Linked DNA regions of Xenopus laevis: region 2 is linked to region 1. The links are chromatin contacts, called in public Hi-C maps. All regions are on one chromosome and are shown on one strand. Each heading gives the region's core, a stretch centred on a gene start, on an enhancer-like site or on the middle of the called end of the contact. The rest is flanking DNA. Distances are from core to core; before and after follow the strand shown.

Region 1 (4,128 bases), core at 1,160-3,659:
GTTGGGATATAGACAAGAGATGAATGGCACCAGTTAGATTGCTGTTGGGATATAGACAATGAGATGAATGACACCAGTTAGATTGCTGTTGGGATCATGTCTGGACTGGGAGTCAAAATAGGCCCTGGCATTTCAACTATACAGAGGCCCAAATAGTCCCCACCAGCCTATTAAATACTGACTGTCTATGGAATCTTACAGCAGCCCATCTGGCATTTGCCAGAATCCACAGATTGCCAGTCCGGGCCTGGTTGGGATACAGACAAGGAGATGAATGGCACCAGTTAGATTGCTGTTGGGATATAGACAAGGAGAGGAATGGCCCAATATAGATTGCTGTTGGGATATAGACAAGGAGATGAATGGCACCAGTTAGATTGCTGTTGGGATATAGACAAGAGATGAATGGCACCAGTTAGACTGATGTTAAGAAATAGACAATGAGATGAATGGCACCAGTTAGATTGCTGTTGGGATATAGACAAGGAGAGGAATGGTACCAGTTAGATACTTTGGGGGGATTCCTTGCTGCAAGTACCTATTTGATAATTAGATGAATCAGTGAGTTATTTGGACCATAGCAACCAGATTGCTGATATTGCAAACTGGAGAGCTGCTGAATAAAAACCTAAATAACTCAAAAAACACAAATAATAATACAAAGAAACCCAATTGCAAATTGTCTCAGAATATCACTCTCTACATAATACTAAAAGGTAACTCAAAGGTGAACAGCCTGTATTTTCTTTTCCATGCTGAAGGACACCTTATTTATTAAAGGGCACAAGATCAAAGAGTAGCCTTTAAACCCTGTGCATGATTACCAGGAAGCCGGCAGTATTATCATGCCTGGTTTCAAGTCTGTCTGTTTTACAATGGCTTGGCATGAGTTGAGAAGGGAAACACGTCTTGTTTATTGATCGCATTATCTCCTCCCATGAAATTGTTGCACTCTGCAGTCTGAACAAAGGAAACAATGAACCCCAAGCAGGTTGCCAAGAAATGAAACCTATAGGGCTCCAAGCATTGCTGGGTATCAAAAGTCACTTTGTGGTTTATAAGCCGCACTCTCTAATAACCCCGTGTTAATGTTTATTGGCTCTTCTGCTAATGGAAATTTCCTTTAACCAGCCCCATTAAACATGCACCCAGAGGGCGGGAAAAGTTGATAGCATTCAAGCATGTAATAGGATTTAAATCGCAAGTGCGCCCAGCCAGAGGTGGGCAGAAACATCTCACCCTATTGAAATTGCTGTTTGTATATAGACAAAGAGAGGAATAGCAGTAAAGGCATGGGGGCCCATTTACTGTATTTGGTGCAACGCTAGCTACTAATATGTTTCAGGAAAACACCATAAATAAGGCAACTGCACTGTCATTATGGGGCAGGGGTGTAACTATAGAGGAAGCAGACCCTGTGGCTGCAGGGGGCACAGGAGGGGCCCCATGAAGCCCTAATTAATGAACAATTTTAACATTTATTGGTAAAATGGATAGCCTCTGGATATGCTGGAGGCCCTAAAATGAATTTACTGTGGGTCCAGTAACTTCTAGTTATGCCACTGCACTAAAGCACAGGGGAGCGCAGTAGCCCTAATGCCTGCCTTGCATAGACATGTAGGACTCTTGTGCCATTCAAGAAGCATTTATTGTAAGTGCACCCCATGTCCCCCCCCCATGAGTACCATTCACTAAGCAGTGCAAACGTTAGTATTTACATCGTAATATAGTAAGTTATGGTTGAAAAAAAGCCACATGTCCATCAAGTTAAACATTTTAAGTCTGCTTAACTACTAGTTGATCAAGAGGAAGCCAAAAACCTTTCTGAAGCCTCTCCAATTTGCATCAGAGGGGGGAAAAAGCCTTCCTGACAAGATGACAATAGGACCAGTCCCTGGTCATTTGCATAATCCAGTGCAATATTTTGCACCCGTTTGCTGCAGCTGCAATTGTGCTGGAATTCTGTGGTGGGTGGCATGTTGTATTGCACAAATAATTTACTTAGCATTTTGTTCACAGGGCTGGCAACAATTAATTTTTTGTGGGGCTACCTGTGTTTATGCCTCAGCAAGGGAGAAACAAGGGGTATGGTAGGGGTGTTACAGAGTTGGGATGTTTCATGAGTAAAGTATTGCATCAGGTCCGGTACCCATGGAATACTCCGTATATAGTATTCAATAGTCCCTCGATCTGCCCAATGTTTGTGTGCACTTTAGACCTTTGTTAGGCAAGAGGCACATACATTATTTATTTGCGGTGTGGCAGCTGTGTGCCACAAATTTCCAAATCCGCCACAGCCTGCCAAATCACTACAGATCACTAATTATTTGCAAAGAGCTGCTGTAAGTTCAGCAGTATATAGCCATTCTATGCAGGGGCTTTTGTCCACCTTTCAAACACAGTATTCCTCTATGCATCCTAACTGTCCTATGAATAGTATCCTGCTGTCACAATTCATATGTGCTGTGATGTGCCAAGCTCATGGCTGTCGCTGGCCTTTTGTCTATATGATTTCAACAAACACAATCTTACTTTCACAGCTTATTTATTTATTTTTGTTTTGCATTCCTATTGAGTGAGGCTGTTATCAGTCTTGCAAAACACATCAACACTTTCCTTGGGACAGTAGGCCAAGATATGCATTTCACATGACTTAATGTACTTCCTATGGCCTCTGTAAATATCCCTGGCAACCCTATTGTTTTCATGAGAATCTTCGGAGCGTTGACTTTTTTATCGTATTAAATCAATAATAGCTACCATATCAAACAAAGCAGCCGCTCACAGCTCCATAGACACTCCTGTGCTTCTGGAGTACAGGTGCACACTTTCTGGGTTTTTAAATCCTCCCCATCCACAAATATAGAAAAAAGTTAAAAACAGCAACACCATGCTCCGTATAAATATAAGTTTATTTAGTCCATTTAAAACAGACCACCACTACACCAAAGCCTTACGCTTTTCAGTCTGTACTGCCCTTAATCATAGGCATAAAACAACCAAGTTCCCTTAGCTGCTATATAACATGGTCGAGCTAAACACTACAACACCCTCTAGTGACACATTAAAAACATTAACAAATTTAAAGGGGAACAATGTTGTTATTTCCAAGTACAGGCATGGGATCTGTTATCCAGAATGCTCTGGACCTGGGGTTTTCCAGATAACGGATCTTTCTGTAATTTGGATCTTGATACCATAAGTCTACTAAAGATCATCTAAACATTAAATAATATAATAAATCATAATTATTTAATAATAATAATAATAATAATAAAATAAAAGTAATACATTTTTTATTAGATTTTAGGTGGACTAGCTTAGGAACAGGGGTGCTTTACCAATGAGGTGACTTGAGACTGTCGAATTTCCAGACCCCCTCAGGTGCAAAAAGGTAAGCGCACAGGGGAGGGGGGGGGCGGCAGCAACTGCTGCTGCTTCGGGCGACGGAGGGGCCAGGATCGCCCCTGCTTATGAGGAATGTCATCAGTGACATTGGAAGGTCAGGTTATTGTCAAAAACACAGACTGATATGCCTCTGAACGGCAAGTGCCTAACCAAAGGTTGTAGAAATTCATGTGTGATTGTAAGTATTTTGTTGCCCATGGAGCTATTAATCTCAAGGGCCTCAAAATGCCAAAATAACAACGTGTGACATTCCCTTTATAGAACCTAGGGAAGTGCTGCATAAATAATATAGTTACACGTTGATCTCTAAATACTTGGGCTAAACATTTGCAAAGGGAAAATAACAGAGAAGATTGGGTGGTCTATTAAAGGAGTACAAAACTCCATGTTCAAGAAGCCACACACAATCCAGCAGTCAATCTTTACAAAAGGCATTTGTGTATTCAAATGGGTCCTTTCAATACAGGTCACTGGGTGCAGCTAAAATGTTTTGTGTCCTGACTCTCTGTCCTTAAAGAACCTGATTTTATTTGAACTCAAGAATTTCATAGGAAAAAACTTAAAGCGTCTTAAAAGCGTTTCTCAAATATTTGGCAATCCTATGACAAGGTGCTAAGCAACTGGGAATGTCGGTATTTTAATCGGGCTCCTTTTTAACAGGTGGTAAAATGGCAATGAGACAGCCTGTAGGTGTTCATTATAAGTGATTGAACGGACTGA
Region 2 (4,128 bases), core at 1,138-3,637, 170 kb before region 1:
GTTTGTCACATGATTATCAATGTGCGCCCTATGTAACTGAACCCCACAGTGTAGAAATGTAAGGCAGCCTCCTTGTATATAGCATTATTTGCTAGTGGGGTCTATAATCTTCCTTTCTGCCTTGGTTACAGGTGCCCCTTGTGAATTAATGTTCCAGACAGGGATGAGTTTTTTGTGTATACTGTAGTACACCACCAAGATCTTGAGAGCTGTTACTCATAGTAGAGCGGCCAAACAATTAAAAAAAAAAAGTGTAACAATCAGAGGTTTGACTGTACCAGAAAGCCAACAAAGCTCTATATTGAAGGAATTGCTACTCATAAACCAGTCCCTGACCACAAAATAGTAATTGTATAGTAATCATAGTAACAGTCCCTGGTGCTATGAGCTATCTTTCATAACCCTGTATTCCCTCACTTGCTAAAAAGCCATCCAACCCCTTCTTAAAGCTATCTAATGTATCAGGGAGAATCCAGTCTGTGAACAGACTGGGTGCAAGTTGTGGCTGACATTTGCAGAGTGGGGATGTGACACTTCCAGCGCAAAGTTTGGATATGTGAATAAACAATGCAATGCTTATGCCTTCATTTGTTCAATGATTATTTTTATTTTGCTTAAAAAAATAATTGCAATAGAGGATTTACATTAATGCGACCCATCGGCGCCCATTCGCAGCATTGTAATCCAATATCGCCCTGCCGTTAGTGGGCATATCGGGTTGAGATCCACTCGTTTGGTGACCTCACCAAATCTAATAGTGTATGGCCAGCTTTAGACGCAACTCGCTGCATTTCCATCCAGTTTTCAATGTTGTAGATGTCCAGTTCAAAACCACACTGATGGCAACCCTATCTCTTATCTATATTCTGCCTTAGTAAGCCCAATACTTTAATTACATGTATTGGATCTATTACATAGAAATCAGTTATCCAGAGAGCTCTGAAATACAGAAATGCTAACTTAGAAATTTGCCTCACTTGAAAATTCTTTTATTGGCCCAATTATCGTTCAGTTTTCACAAGGCTGAAAACCGAACAGAAACTTGAGACCCGAACAGGTCTTAGAAAAGCTGAACTGTTTCGGGTCAAAACCGAAAAGGTGGCAACCCTAGACATACAGTATGCTTAATATCTCTTTGGTTCAACTCCTTAAGCACATATAGTCAGCACAGCAGCACTCTACAATAAATAATATCGTACATACATGTTCCGTGCCTTTATATAAGAACTGTTATTTATATTCCATATACGGACACCCAAAGTGTAGTAGGTGTTTAGTAAATCTTATCTGTGTGATTGTTTTTTTTTTATATGTATGATTCATTAGTGTGCTTCTTAAACCTTACATTTTTCTTACTTCAAAATATGCAGCTATACTGTTTATCAGTGGTGAACTTCGAAATATTGTGGCTCAGCCAATTAGACCTGGTACGTTCAGTAATTTATAGCACAAGCAGGACCGCCATCATCAATCGCAGGGCCCCATACAACAAAATTTCCTGGGCCCCCTATTGGTGGTCAGGACCCCCCATAAAAAACATTTGTGGACAGGGCCCCCCCATTTAAAAATATTGGTGGCAATGGCGGCCCTGAGGACAAGTACAGCAGGCCTGGACTGAGAATTAAAATAGGCCCTGGCATTTCAGGTACACAAAGGCCTAATAAGCTCACACAGAGGCCGAAACAGCCCCACCAGCCCACTAAATACTGACTTTTTGTGGCACCTTATAGCAGACCCTCTGGCATTTGCCAGAACCCACAGATTGCCAGTCCGGGCCTGAAGTAGTGTCGGACTGGGATGCCAGGGGCTCACCAGAAAACTTTAGACCGTGGGCCCATTTTGCAAACTATTATACCATGTTTTACCATAAAGAAATAGGGAATGACCATTAAATAGGCCAAATGGCTACAAGCAAAAGGGCCCACTGACACCTGGGCCCACCGGGAGTTTTCCTGGTATCCCAGTGGGCCAGTCTGACACTGCTCAAAGTATCTTTTCTGCAGCTTTTAAAAATGTTTGGTTAAAGATTAAAATAGTTAAATAATGTAAAAATAGTTGTATAGTGTAAAATAATAAAGGCTATTAGTAAAACAGAATTAATAACGATTTTCTGTAGTTTAATGAACTGACAATAATAGCATAACCAATCAAGTTATTGTCACCGGAAATTGAGGTTGGAAGACATTTATTTTATAACTGTTTTGTATAAAGTTATCGAACGTATGACAGTCTTTCTTTTAGTGGACAACAAGAGGGCGCTCTATACTAGCAAGAGCAGAAGATTGAGAAGATTGAGCTGTGTAGGCATCCGTGGCGCGCTTGGGACTATGGGAGATGAGGCAATATGGCTGCCGCTTATGAGAGAGACAGGAAGGCGCAATAGATCGTGGGAACTGCTGAGCTGCGCTGGGAGTATCTGAGTGATTCGCACTCTACTGGGACCGAGGTAAAACGGAAATGGGAGTAGGAGCTGGAGCAGTTGTACCCCGCTATAGATAATGTTGTATAAGTGCGGCCCAGCAGCAAGTTACCCGGGCTCAGGCGCAGAGCAATGGAACCTAGTGTTTTTAAGCCTATTCATATATTTGCATTAACAGCTCAGCTCTGGAGGAGGAGAATATATATTCATACAAACACATATACGGGACTATTTTGTACAGCTTGTTGTTGTTTGCAGTGTCCAACTTATAAAGAGCTCCAGCTGCTGAACTGCACAGGGACAACCTTGGACTGACAGCAGGATGGTGTGATCAACAACTTCATTGCTGCTTCCAGCACAGAGGCAAACATTTTGGCCATGTCTCCAAAACAACACGACCCAGTGAACAAAGACACATGCCTTACATTAGGATGATGAATACACTATGGTCCTTGTATTTTATGACACAATCTGGGGGGTTGGTCACTTTTGAGTTAACTTTTAGTATGATGTAGAGAGTGATATTCTGAGACAATTTGCAAGTGGTTTTCATTTTTTACCATTTAAGGTTTTTGAGTTATTTAGCTTTTTTATTCAGCAGCTCTTGCATTGTTAACGATCTGGTAGCTCGGGTCCAAATTACCCTAGCAACCATGCATTGATTTAAATAAGAGACTGAAATATGAATAGGAGAGGACCTTACTAGAAAGATGAGTAATAAAAAAAAAATAAAAAAATAAAAAAAAGCAGCAGTAATAAGTGTGTAGTCATACAGAGCATTTGCTTTTTAGATGGGGTCAGCGACGTCCACCTGAAAGCTGGAAAGATTCTGAAGAAAAAGGTAAATAATTCTAAAAAAAAATAATAATGAAAAACCAGTGGGAAAAGTTGCTTAAAATTGGCCATTCTATTACATACTAAAAGTTTGCTTAAAAGTGAACCACCCCTAAATATTTTATGACGTGGCCCCCAAGCATTTCCTGATACATACACAGCCCGGGCCCTGTCAGGATTCCCTGTCCTCTAGTGTCTGGGTGGCTGCACTTTCTATAATGGATCCCCAACCTTTTTATACCTGTGAGCTGGGTTTAAATACAAAAAAAAAAAAAGTTGGGGAGCAACACAAGCATGAAAATAATTCTGAGGGGTGCCCTGTAAGGACTGCATTTGTTTTTTTTTTGGTAACCTCTTTGTGGACTGGCAGATTACAGATCGGTCTATTTGGCAGTACACTTGGTTTTTACGCCTCCAAAATATTTCTCCATGTCAAAAATAAGCACCTGCTTTAATGCCACTTGGAGCAACATCAAAGGGCTTGGTGAGCATGTTGCTAGTGGACCACAGGTTGGGGATCACTGTTCTATATGGAAAAGCCTTTTTGATTTTTTTTATTATTTGTGCCCCTGAGGAAGACCCTTAAGGTCGAAACACGTTGGGCTCACCAAATATAATTTTGTAATTTTTCCTTTTTTAGTAATGAATGTATTTTTCTTCAATTAGGTGTGCTATTCGTTTTGATTATATTTACTATATGGAAAAGCCAGCAGGAGGGCAGGACATTAAAGGGGTGGTTCACCTTTAAGGTTACTTTTGTTATAGAATGGCCAATTCTAAGCAACTTTTCAATTGGTTTTCATTATTTTTTATAGTTTTATAATTATTTGCTTTTTTCTTCTCACTCTTTCCAGCTTGACCCCTTCTAAAAAAAA

The links. Hi-C and Micro-C count contacts between places; a contact is called where the count stands out from the background.
Region 2: a contact with region 1 is called in a Hi-C map of the XL177 cell line, with 2.6 times the contacts expected there. The contact joins the promoter of c12orf4.L here to the enhancer-like site in region 1. A contact is called at or near these places in 2 of 4 Hi-C or Micro-C datasets (the XL177 cell line and the XTC cell line).

Annotation. Positions count from the first base shown.
Region 1 is chr3L:23,471,757-23,475,884 of Xenopus_laevis_v10.1, reverse strand. No RefSeq gene overlaps it. Among protein-coding and RNA genes, the nearest start is that of fgf23.1.L, 18 kb to the left of the region's middle. Within about 2 kb of position 2,409, at least 1 of the 7 cell types and tissues checked has an H3K27ac peak or open chromatin away from gene starts, as enhancers often do.
Region 2 is chr3L:23,641,770-23,645,897 of Xenopus_laevis_v10.1, reverse strand. c12orf4.L (chromosome 12 open reading frame 4 L homeolog) reads left to right here and starts at 2,387. Exons shown (of 14, transcript NM_001085975.1): 1 at 2,387-2,446.